Regions from separate parts of the Mus musculus genome. Here region 2 is linked to region 1. A link is a contact called in public Hi-C data. All regions are on one chromosome and are shown on one strand. Each heading gives the region's core, a stretch centred on a gene start, on an enhancer-like site or on the middle of the called end of the contact. The rest is flanking DNA. Distances are from core to core; before and after follow the strand shown.

What was found. A called contact is a pair of places that touch in the nucleus more often than the background predicts.
Region 2: a contact with region 1 is called in a Hi-C map of B cells, with 10 read pairs. The contact joins the promoter of Rdh14 here to the promoter of Ldah in region 1. A contact is called at or near these places in 4 of 39 promoter capture datasets (the C10 cell line, hematopoietic stem and progenitor cells, hippocampal neurons and 1 more), 6 of 484 Hi-C or Micro-C datasets (B cells, CD4 T cells, CD8 T cells and 3 more), 2 of 115 datasets of contacts at active chromatin or transcription factors (astrocytes and pro-B cells) and 2 of 9 other capture datasets (adipose tissue and liver).

What each region holds. Positions count from the first base shown.
Region 1 is chr12:8,206,849-8,209,398 of GRCm38.p6, forward strand. Ldah (lipid droplet associated hydrolase) reads left to right here and starts at 1,278. Exons shown (of 7, transcript NM_001364261.1): 1 at 1,278-1,356. It overlaps Gm33037 (a long non-coding RNA gene), which reads right to left and starts at 1,285. Exons shown (of 4, transcript XR_381233.4): 1 at 1,180-1,285.
Region 2 is chr12:10,389,503-10,392,052 of GRCm38.p6, forward strand. Rdh14 (retinol dehydrogenase 14 (all-trans and 9-cis)) reads left to right here and starts at 1,278. Exons shown (of 2, transcript NM_023697.2): 1 at 1,278-1,724. The coding sequence starts at 1,338. Nt5c1b (5'-nucleotidase, cytosolic IB) reads left to right here. Exons shown (of 9, transcript NM_027588.3): 9 at 302-672. The coding sequence ends at 631.

The DNA.
Region 1 (2,550 bases), core at 28-2,527:
CAGGTTCAGTGAAATCAGAAACATAAATCACCTAGATGCTACATCGTAGATGCATATCCAAGAATTAAAAGAAATCCTGCACCAATGCATTCTGTCATGTAGTCTATGGATGAAAGAAGGATGGAACAGATACCCAGAAAGACGCCCTTGATATGTCAGTAGTCCTTTAACAGCATTACTGGCAGGAAATTTACACACATAAAACTGACACCACTTGGTACATATCCTATGGTCACCGTAACATAATCATTTACTTTTATGTATTTATATCTCCAAACTCTAGTGATCACTTGTTAATACTGACCACACTGAAATGCTAAGGGTTTAAAAATTAGTTCATGAAAAACTCTTAACACAATGAATATCTTTTTCTATATTCATTAAATGTTACCTATTGGATGTGGAAAGTAGAAGTGATAAAAAAGGGTTATGAAGATATTTATCGGTTTACATTCCACAGCTAGTTGGATGTTGGTTCAGTAGTTATGAGCACTAACTCCTTTTCCACAGGATTTAGGATTGATTCTCAGCACCCACATGGTGACCCATAGGCTTATGTGGTTCAGGTCCCAGGGAACCCAGTGCCCTCTTCCAGCGTCCATAGGCTCCAGGCTACTAATATACAAAAAGATTTTTAAGTTAAAATATAAGTGATGTTGGTACTATCACCGAGGTGCTGGATACAAGCGCAAAGCTTTTCCATGTGTGATAATTACTATGGGTTTTTTTTTTCTTTCTTTCTAAGTTCCATGCTTCTTCTGGCTATAATACTGCCATATTGGCGACAGTATTTTGGGGGACAGAAATACACTGATTGCCTACAATTGTACCAAGTGTTGAGGATACTATCTTGAAGTTTGTAGTAAGCTGGAAATAGCTCTGGAAGGTCGCATTATCCTGAATATGAAACTGAATACTATATGAAGTTGAATACTAGCACTAAGGTCAGCTGAGAGTCAACTTTCCTGTGATCATGAGTCAGGAATGAAAAGCAACTGGTGGTGGAAGAAAGGAAAAGTGGGCAGATGGGGGGGGGGGGGGGAATGAAAGAACCTCCAAAGAGAGGAAAAACTCGTTTACCAAAACGACAAAGAACAGAGAGCGGGTAAAATTCAGGTGGTATGCTAGAAACGCTCTATGTGCTGCTCCCAGCAATCTCGCTGACTATAAACCACCTACCCATCAAGCTGCCACCCAAACTCTCACACGGGAGATCCTTGCAAAGCGTTCTACGGGTCCCGACTTCCGGGACCGGCGCGGCGCGGCGCTGTGACGTCAGTACAGGCGGAACTTCCGGGTCTGGTGAGGCTTTGCCGAGACGTCGGCGGACGACCCCAATACCTTGTGAGTGGGCAGGTGAGGTGATGCTGCCAGTACTGTGTGGTTTGTCTGAGGAAGGGCACGTGGGCTGCGCATGGGGTGGTGCTAGGATAACTGAGCTGCCATCACCCCGCGTGCACAGCCGCTAGGCCGTGCGGTACGCGATGGCACTACACTCGCCCGACCTGTGGCCAGGTCGCCAGAGGCTCCCTGGGTAAGGATAAGCCAATGCGCTGGCAGCCAGCCTTCTAGAAATAAATCCAAGTCTGCGCTGGGGCTCCCCAGGCATCTGTGGTCGACACTGTCCCTCGTGGATTCTCCTGAGAAATCTGCTGACATTAAAATTACCTTTACCCTTGCATATGATGTGTTGTTTCACTGCTTTTAACTTTTTTTTTTATTTTAGTTTTACAAAATGCATGGCTTCTAATAGTATAGTATACATTTCCCCAGCTTGAGAAGCTCAGCTTCTTGAATCTGTAGATTTATGCCCTTCCCAATTTTGAGAAGTTTCCAGATACTCTTTCTTAAAACGTGTGTTTTAGCCCCACATTGCCTTCTCTGAAACTCTAGTTGCATGAATTTTAGGTCATTTGTCATTGTAGTACAAGTCCCGGGGCTACTGCTGAGTTTTTAGACTGTTTCCCACCAATTCAGGTTTGTAAATTTTGTGGATCTATCCACGTTCTCTCATCTCGTTCTTTGTTGATACTACTCTGCTGATAATCCACCCCATAAGTTTTGTTCTTTCAATTATTACTTTTAAATTCCTTGCTCTTGTTTCTTATATAATATTTATGGTAGCTTCTGACCTTTAGTGTGCTCTTACATTTTTCTGGGCTTTGCTGTCTTCTTAGAAGAATATTTTAATCAAGCTCTTTCTTACTTTGGGAAACTATTACATTCCAGGTGCCTTCAACATTTTTCTAAACTACTTTGATGAAGAAGTTGGAATGTTAGTAGGAGAGACTTTTAAGATCATCATGGGCAAAATATCAGGTCACTTTTTCTGAAACGTTGTATTGTATGCCTGTGTCATAAAGGGTCAATATGCTTATCAGTGTGTTGTGAGCTAATGCTATGTGACTAGTGAGGTGAGGTCCTAAGAGGTGAGGCAACTTTGTTCTCAACCTCAGGAGGCAGCCTACATGCACTGCAAGAACCTATTAAAATTGGCCATGTGAAAAGATTAAATATGAATTAAATATAAGATTATGTGTTCAACCTATT
Region 2 (2,550 bases), core at 28-2,527, 2.2 Mb after region 1:
GGATGAAAAATGATGTGGTTATCCTAGATTTATTCCAGGCATGCAAGGGATGGTTGTGTATCAGGAAATATCTTCACATAAATGTAGAGAGTTTGGCATCGTACTGTCAGCCCAGAATCACTGCATGCCAGTCAGCAACCTGTGGATTTTAAAGTCTTATAAGACCCTGGTTGGTTGGTTGGTTGGTTGGTTGGTTGGTTGGTTGGTTGGTTGGCTGGTTGGTTTGGTTTGGTTTGGTTTTCAGTAATCACTTCTCTTTTGCTCACCCTTGCACAGCTGAGACTTACGTTCTCTTTTCCAGGGTCCTCTTAAAAGCTTTCTGGAAGATTTAGGGAAACTGCAGAAAAAATTCTATGCCAAAGACGAACGATTGCTTTGCCCCATCAGGACCTACCTGGTTACAGCTCGTAGTGCAGCGAGTTCAGGTGCCCGTGTGCTGAAGACCCTTCGCCGATGGGGTCTAGAGATAGATGAAGCTCTTTTCCTGGCTGGAGCCCCTAAAGGTCCCATCTTAGTGAAGATTCGGCCCCACATCTTCTTCGACGACCAAATGTTCCACATTGAATCAGCACAGAAATTTGGTACCATCACGGCCCATGTGCCTTATGGCATTGCTCAAAAACGCAACTAGGGATGGGGAGGAAAAATAAACAGTCTGGTATTACAAACGGCATGTGTTTTGCATGGCTAGAGTGACTAGTTATTTCTGAGAATTTGACCACAAAACTTAGCTCCTTTGGTGTTTTTCTTTGCTTTTTGGAAAAAATTTTGAACTTTCAAGCTACAGTCAAGCATTCTACTTTTTTAAAGCTAAGGATGTTGGATATCATTGCATCTATCTATAAGTTGTAATGGGTGGCTCTTTAGACAAGTTTAGAACTTTGACACTTAAGTTGTTTCACAAGAAGCTTAATTAATTTTCAAAAAGCATTGCTCACTTTTAGTGTTAGTCAAATGAATGAATCTCTATATGCAGCATCACCTAGAAAAGGTATATTCAGGGTGGAATGAGTCTGATCAATAATACTGCTGATAACTGGGGCTGTGTCTTTTGTTATCCTTGTGTGGCAAGAATTTTACCAAGAAATGTCATTTTGTCTATAGGCATATAACCAATTCTAACACTGTCCACTTCTAAATAAATCCGCTGGGGCTTTCATGTGTACTTCCTGAACGCTAAGTCAAGTCAGCCTTAGGAGCAAAACTACAAGTCCCAGAAAGCCCCGCGCGCAGTAGCCCAGGACAGCAGGCGGCGCCCCAGAGTCCTTCGCGTGTAGGTGGCCCCATAGCACTCCGGAACCTGTGCGCTAGGCCCAGTGCACCGGGCCCGGAAGGTTATGGCAGTGGCTAGTGTGGCCGCAGCGCTCCTGGCCGCACTGGGCGGGGCGCTGTGGCTGGCGGCCCGGCGGTTCTCTGGGCCAAGAAACCAGCGGCAGCAGGGAGGCGGGGACCCGGGCCTCATGCACGGGAAGACAGTGCTGATCACCGGAGCAAACAGCGGCCTGGGCCGTGCCACCGCGGCGGAGCTGCTCCGCCTGGGGGCGCGGGTCATCATGGGATGTCGGGACCGCGCTCGAGCAGAGGAGGCGGCCGGTCAGCTCAGGCAGGAGCTCTGTCAGGCTGGGGGCGCCGGGCCCGACGGCACCGATGGCCAGCTGGTCGTTAAGGAGCTGGACCTTGCCTCGCTGCGCTCAGTGCGAGCTTTCTGCCAAGAACTGCTACAGGTGTGGGTCGAATGGAGCTCGCCACCCTCGGGGAGGGCCCTCTGAAACCTGGTGTGACCTTGAGGGTGGCCATGACCAAACCGGAAAGGCTCCTGCCTGCCTTGGACCCGGCTAGGAGGAGGGGCAGGTCTGAGAAGGAATTCCTGGGAGGTCCTAAGGAGAAGTGCATAAATAAGCCAGTGTCTGGACATTTGGTTTTGTTAGGCTAGGACAGTCACCAGCTGATCTTTGAGTTGTTTTCCCCCTGTCAGAAGTGAAATGTGTGCCAAATCTTACAGTGTCACAAGGCCTGTGAGCACCACAGGAGAAAAGCTAGCCAAAAACTTTCATTAGACCCTTCTTAAAACTTTTCTTTCTGTTTTTTTCCCCTCGTTACCTGGTTTTGTTTGTTTGTTTGTTTTTTCTTTTTTTGTTTTGTTTTGTCCTGCTGAAGTAGGAGGGGGTGTCACTTGCTGACACCCTGCATCATCCCTAAACTTGGAATCCCATTAAGTGTCTGAAAAGGGACAGGAATAAAAATAATTTAATGCTTAGCTTTATGGAAGGTTTTATACATGCCAGGGGATGTGCTAAGGACATTTTTAATATCTTTGGCTATTATCAGATCTTGTAAAGCAAGCAATAATATCTCTACTTCATGATAGGGAACTGAGGCATAGGAAGGCTAAGTGACGTGTCTGTCTTCAGAGTCCTTGCTTTAATCTCCTGTTGTGCATTCCTAGTACTTGAAGGCTGAGGTGTGTGATTTCCTTGGGTGTACAGTAAATATTCTACCGAAGTAGAAAGGCTGTGGCCAAAGTGACTTGCCACAGGTAGATCTAAAGGC